2 separate regions of the Pan troglodytes genome follow, and region 2 is linked to region 1. Evidence: chromatin contacts called from public HiChIP or PLAC-seq data. All regions are on one chromosome and are shown on one strand. The core of a region is the stretch at or near the end of the contact, and the rest is flanking DNA. Distances in the headings are between cores, read along the strand shown.

Region 1 (3,444 bases), core at 327-2,826:
TTTCTAGCTGTGTAACCCAATGCATATTACTTAACCTGTCTGTATCTTAGTTTCCTCATCTATAAAACAAGGGATAACAATAGTACTCTTACTTCATAGGGTTGTCATCAGGATTAAAGCAATTAACATATGTAAAGTTAGAGTAGTATCTGGCAGAAGTAAATAACTGCTGCAATTGTTGTTGTTGTTGTTGTTATTATTGAGACAGAGTCTCGCTCTGTCATCCAGGCTGGCATGCAGTAGCATAATCACGGCTCACTGCAGTGTTGACCTCCTGGGCTCAAGAAATCCTCCCCCCTCAGCCTCCCGAGTAGCTGGGACTGCAGGTGCACACCACCACACCCAACTAATTTTTAAATTTTTTGTACAGATGAGGTCTCACTATGTTGCCCAGGCCAGTCTTGAACTCCCGGGCTCAAGCGATCCTGCTGCCTTGGTCCCCCAAAGTGTTGGGATTATAGGCATGAGCCATTGCACTTGGCCCATTGTTGTTGTTATTATTATTGAAGTTGCTCTGATGCATTTGTTGAAGGCATTAAGGAAGGAAAGAACTGGCTGGGCACAATGGCTCATGCCTGTAATCCCAGAAATTTGGGAGGCCAAGGTGGGCAGATGGCTTTGAGCTCAGGAATTCAAGACCAGCGTGGGGAACATGGTGAAACCCCGTCTCTACAAAAAATACAAAAATTAGCCGGGGATAGTGGCTCATGCCTGTAGTCTCAAATATTTGGGAGGCTGAGGCTGGAGACTCGCTTGAGTCCAGGAAGCAGAGGTTGCAATAAACTGAGACTGTGCCACTGCACTCCAGCCTGGGCAGCAGAGTGAGACCCTGTTTCAAAAAAAAACAAAAAAAAAAAAAGGAAGAAACTGAAAGAGACAGGCGGCATGCAGAATTTGTTGTTCAAGGAATGTTGGAATGTTGAGTTGTTGAGTAACCCAACATGTCAGAAGGGGAGTAATGGCCTTATGGGTCCATGTTGGGAAGATGTTTTGATGTTACAGTAAAGAGTGTCCATCTTATTTGGTAAGCAGTAAAAACCAATGGCAGAGTTTGTCCACAAATGAAAGAAAGGGCCAAAGAAAGAGAGACACAGATTGAGCCAAAAGATAAAGCATATAGGTGGTGAGGTGAGAATTGCACATGACGGGTGGTGGGTGCGAGTGTGGGATGGTCCCAGAAGTGGTGGGTGATGGGGACGTATGGGAGGATGGGTACAGGAGAGGGGGATGAGTTGAGAGGAAGGCGATATAAACATGTAGAGGATGGAGTGGGGAATCAGGCGAGACTGATGGGTCAGGTGAGGAATTTTAGACATGCTGGGAGTGGGGAAGATAAAGGGTGATGGAGACAGGTGAGTTTTATGGGAACAGGTAAGGAGTGATGGGGCTGTGCTGGGAGATGGAGTCAAGCGAGTGGCAGAGAGCTGTAAGGAGAACCTGAGAGCTGGAGCGGGACAGCCAGAGAGTCCCAGGGCTGGAGGAGAGCGGAGCGGGGCCGTCGGAACGTGATGTCAGAGGAGGAGCCGTGATGTCAGAGCGGGCGGCGGGCGGTGATGTCAGGGCTGGTGCTGATGCTGGCGGCGCGGTGCATTGTGGGCAGCTCCCCGCTCTGCCGCTGCCGCCGCCGTCGCCCAAGGAGGATCGGGGCCGGGCCGGGCCGGGATGATCCGGGTCGGAAGGCCGCCGCCGCCGGAGGGAGTGGGTCACCCAACGCCGCACTGAGCCGCCCCCGCCCCGCCCCGGCCCCGGGGGATGCGCCGCCCGGAGCTGCTGCCTCCGCCGCCGCCGCAGCCGCAGCCGCAGCGGGCACAGAGCAGGTGAGGCGGGGCGGGGCGGGCTGGGGTCGGGGCGGGGGCTCCTTCGTGGGCTCAGGGGGCTCCGCCTGGCTCGCCTCCCAGCGCAGCCTTCTTGGGCTCCCCTCCGCGCTGCCGTCGCCGCCCGCTGGGCTGGGACGCTGGCCTACACCGCCTGGGCCGCGCCGAGGCCTGGAGCCGCTCCCTGTCCCCAGCACACAGACCTCCCTCCCCAACCCGTCCTCCGGGCACTTTGCTCCTCCCCACTCACCTCCGTCCCCTGTCCCCATGGCTTCACCCCTGGCTCTCCTGTCATCCCTGACGAATCATTCGGCTGTCTCCGTAACCTCCCTCCCTGTCCTCAGTCCCTCCATGCCTCCCACCTGCCTTCTTACCTACTTCCTCACCCCCTCAACTGTGCCTAGAGATTCCTCCCATGGTCCTATCTCTTCCTTGCCTGTCATCATTATCTCTCACGGGTCTCTATCCTACCCACTCCCCTCCTCTGATCCTGTCGCTCCTCATCCCTGCCATTCCCCTCTGCCTCCCTCCACACCTCTTTCACCTGTTCCCATCACCCCTCGCTAGTCTCCATCACCTCTCCTTACCTGGGCTCCCAGATTCCCACACACACCTGCTGACACCTTGCAGAGTTACACATCAACACTTGTATTTACAGGTCATGATGAGCTCCCACCAGTTCCACGTACCCCTGTGTACCATCACTGGCCCCACATGCTCCTACCTGCACTCTCTGACAGATATTCATACAAACTCCTGCATAAGCCCTCGCCTTCACCATGCGCCCATGCCCCCATGTGCACATAGGGGTCTGAGGCGGCAGTAACGGGGCAGCCAAGTGTCCCATGTTTGTATCATCCAACCCAGTCTCAGCTGAGCATAGTCCTCAGACACAGAGAGAAGGAGGGTGGAGAGGGAGAAGCAGGTAACCCTCATTTATCTTCCTGGCTCCACTCTTCCTTCTCTTGCCTCATCTGTTTCTTTTTGGTTTGCTCATCTATAAAATGAGAGCAGGACACAAATTTTCCTTATCAACCTAACAGATCCACTGTCCCAGGACTGGAAAGCCCACCAGAGTTCACCCAGTTTAGCTTCTGAAGGCCCCCCTCCCACCAGTTCAATTGCTTCTTCAGTCTTGTCCTCAACCTGTCTCCTCCACCTTTATTCTAGAACCCCCATCCCTACCTCTCCCTTCATCCTGCCATTGCCCTCACTGCCCTTCAAATTCCTGATGCCCCATATCCCACTTTGGCAGAAAGAGGGAAGTCCTGATGCTCTGAAGTTGTAAGGATTGGAGGAAACAGCTCAGCTTAGGCACTTGAAGAAAGAGAAAAGGAGTGGCAGCGTCCCTCCCCATGAAGATCCCTTCTCCATATGTCCACCATGGCCCATCATGAATTGGAAGGTGGTTTCCACACCTCCACGTCCCACCCTGTCCCCTATGGCAGGATGTCTAGATGCAAGAGCCCTGGGAAGTTATTTCATCCCAAGGAAAGGTGGGTTTATGTAGTTTCTACCCCATCTATACATCTCTTTAGCCACCTTCCTCCCCCGACCCGCAACCCCCAAACCCCAGCCTAAGTAACTTCCCTCTTTCTCTATTTGTGACTCTCCAGGGTCATTGTGAGGG
Region 2 (3,381 bases), core at 681-3,180, 270 kb after region 1:
GCCATTCTCCTGCCTCAGCCTCCCGAGTAGCTGGGACTACAGGCACCCGCCACCACACCCGGCTAATTTTTTTTGCATTTTTAGTAGAGACAGGGTTTCACCGTGTTAGCCAGGATGGTCTCGATCTCCTGACCTTGTGATCTGCCCGCCTCGGCCTCCCAAAGTGCTGGGATTCCAGGCGTGAGCCACCACGCCCGGCTGGCAAGCACAGAGTTCTATAGGAACACCAGGAGAGAACAAACTGGGGATGGGATTGAGGAATGTGGAACAGAGGAAGTGACATCTGAGGTAGGTTTTGAGGGAAGATGAGTAGTCAGTTAGATGGAAAAGAAGAGGAAGATGGTGTGCTATTATTACTTGTTTCAGTGACAGGTGCAGTGATGAGAGGTGATGGGGTCATGAAGACGGGGAGCCCACTAGAGCCCAGGGCTTGAAATCTGATTGTAGTGTGCACGAAGGTCTAGGTGTTAGGAGGGAAGCTTCTTCAAGAGAAGGCTCCTCACCTGCTTCGCACCTGAGCAGGCTCCACATCAAAGTAGGGTCTGAGGATGTCGATGTTGGCGTACAAGCTGAAGGCCCTGGAGGCTTGTCTTTTCCCAGCCTGCCACATCTGAAGTAAGGAAGATGGGCATAGGTATTGTGGTACTGTTGGTTCTAGATCCTGTTGCCTATTTTCCGTTTGATTTCTACATGGTTCTAACTGGACAACCTGGGGCGAACATCACCAACACCAATTCCAGAACACGGGACATACCTAGGTCTACTTTTCTACCTGCAGAGGATTCAATCTTGCTTACCTGATCTGCCACCTGCCGGCTCAGCTGTCCCTTAAAGCCCTTCATGCCCAGGAACTCTCCATCCTCCTCTTCAGCAGCAGCTGCATCAGCTGCATCAGCGTCTACTTCTTCCTCGCGCAGGCGCTGATGCAGCTCACCCATATCCTCGAAGCTAGAGCCTGAGGTATCATCCATGTTCTCCATGTCAATCACAGCTGAGCCTCCGCCCTGTGAAGACAATGGCTCCTAGAGTGCAGGACTTTTCTGTTCCATCCATTAAGTCCTCTGCTCATCCCAGGGTTTAGGGCTTTGTTCTTCCACTGCTGAGGATACGGCTTGGAATCACTACAGATCATGCCACTCCATTCCCCCTCATATGCTCTCAGAACGCCTGGTTTCTAGCTTTGGCTATCTTTTCTAGCCTGGGAAACCTACTAGTCTTCCATTCATGTCTTTCTCCTACGTTACCTATCAAAGACTAAAAGGCTGAAAAAGTACCCATTTCCTTCTTTCCTAAGCCCCAAACAAAACTATACACATAGTATGTTTCCAGCGAATGCCAGTGAATCCCACCCAACCCCACTCCATGCCTGACCCCGACCAACCTCCTAACTTGTTCCAAGAATACCTTCTTCCTAATGCCTCGGGCGGGCCCTGAAACCCGAGATCCTCAGGCTGGAGTACTAGTCTGGCCCTTTCAGGTCAATGTAAATCCACTGACTTTAGTGTGCACGAAGACCCAAAGAAGAGAGTTTTGTAAATGGAGCGGACTTCCAGGCCCAGAGGGGGAATCCCCAAGACACTTCTGGACATCGCCGGCCCTCCGGTTGCTGGCAGCTGGTGCCTTGGGGCCATTACCTGGATGTTTTCTTCGAACCCTCCCCATTCCGGGCCAGCTCCATTTCGGGCGCCGCCCGCCGGCGCCGCTGTAGTTGCCATGTCCCTTGAGGGCTCCCGTCGCTGAAGCCCGCGCTAGCCCCGCGCGCGGAGTGGGCAAGATCTGGGCCTCCGGGAGGTAGACGTCCAGGGTCGAGGAGAGGTGGGATCGGCCGGAACACAAAAAGGAGAAGCCCGGATGTTTGGACAAAACCAACTTCCGGAAGCTGGGGACGTGGACGGGGGCGGGGCAAAATCTCGCGATATTTAAGATTCCAGGAGGCGGCGCGTTGCCACGGAGACGGAGCAGGACTACTAGGACGCACGCGCGAGATAGAACCTCTAGTCTCGTGGAGAGATTGAAGATGGCGGCTTCTCAGGCGGTGGAGGAAATGCGGAGCCGCGTGGTTCTGGGGGAGTTTGGAGTTCGCAATGTAAGCCTTGTGGCCTTGAGCTCGGGCGGGAGGAATGAGAGCGGAACAGGGATGGGTCTTGGGATTGGCGTGGGGATAGCCGTGGGCTCACTGTCCCTTCGTGGACAAATTCGTCCCTTTGCTCTAGGTCCATACTACTGACTTTCCCGGTAACTATTCCGGTTATGATGATGCCTGGGACCAGGACCGCTTCGAGAAGGTAAGTGGGGCCGGAGTTGTCTGGGGAGGGTTATGAAGGCCAGACCCTGTGGTCTGAGCAGCCTGTGTCTGTCTCAGAAGCTGCTCTTGGGGGTCGCTCCGTTTGTAAGTTTGTTGAGCAATGTGCTAGACGCTCCGTTTACAGGCCAAATTAGACACGGTTTCTACCCAGTTCTGCAAAGATGTTCAGTCTTGTTGAGGAATGGTGTGTATAAACAAGTGAATCTAGTGTAATATGGTGAAGGTGGTTGATAGCGATGAAGACGGCAGGTTGGGGTGGGGAGCATTCCGCTGAGACCAGGAAGAGGGGCGGAGAGGTACTTAACATTTCAAGAGGAGGCGACATCTCAATTGAGCCTTGAATGGTAAGTAAAAAAGAACAGGAGTTAAATTATGAAGGGTTTGTTTCAAGTCAGTGAAGTTCAGGATATACAGGTTTTGTGTGTATTTAGTCTTTTGTATTGTTTCACTTAGCTTAAAATAAGGGTTAAAATTGCATTTAAATAGATTACTGAATGTTACCGTTTAGGCAACTGACCTTTGCGTGCAGCTTATAAACATGATCTGTAAATCAGTGCTTGGGAAAATTTTACTTTTTTAACCTGTTGATACAAGGAATAAAGTATGAACAATGAAAAAGGTTAATGCTTGAAAAAAAATTATGGCTTGTGTGAAGTGTGCTCCGGGAATGTCCAAGTAGTTCTGGCATGAGTGGTAGGCAAGGTTGAAGTGTGTCTTGGGCACTGTTGATGATAGGGAGATTGAATAGTTCTTAAGCAGACATGATGAGATTTGCAACCTTGATGCCTGGGAGGGAATGAGTTTGAGGAGGATCATATGGAGCAGGCAGATCTGTTGTAAGGGAAGCTGAGGTTGAAGACATGAACTAAGACTGATGGTAGAAATACAGCAAAGGTAGAATAGAAGGTAAATTTATGATTGCTTTGGTAAAGGCTGTGGGGGTAGCATAAAATGACTTTTTGGCTTGGGAACTGCTTTGATGCATTGTGGTATCATTTACTGAGAGGAGAAATGGGTCTGGGGAACGGGAATGATGATGCATTGTTTTCTGCATGTGGAGAAATCTAGCAGGCTAG

Evidence for each region. HiChIP or PLAC-seq counts read pairs in DNA pulled down with a chosen protein or histone mark.
Region 2: an H3K4me3 HiChIP or PLAC-seq map of stem cell-derived excitatory neurons shows a contact between it and region 1, with 2.7 times the contacts expected there. The contact joins the promoter of POLR1C here to the promoter of TTBK1 in region 1.

What each region holds. Positions count from the first base shown.
Region 1 is chr5:49,135,962-49,139,405 of NHGRI_mPanTro3-v2.0_pri, forward strand. It overlaps TTBK1 (tau tubulin kinase 1), which reads left to right and starts at 1,577. Exons shown (of 15, transcript XM_016955558.3): 1 at 1,577-1,817.
Region 2 is chr5:49,408,066-49,411,446 of NHGRI_mPanTro3-v2.0_pri, forward strand. It overlaps POLR1C (RNA polymerase I and III subunit C), which reads left to right and starts at 1,931. Exons shown (of 9, transcript XM_016955581.3): 1 at 1,931-2,086; 2 at 2,214-2,285. The coding sequence starts at 2,018. YIPF3 (Yip1 domain family member 3) reads right to left here and starts at 1,899. Exons shown (of 9, transcript XM_001138532.7): 1 at 1,635-1,899; 2 at 798-1,004; 3 at 504-610. The coding sequence starts at 1,715.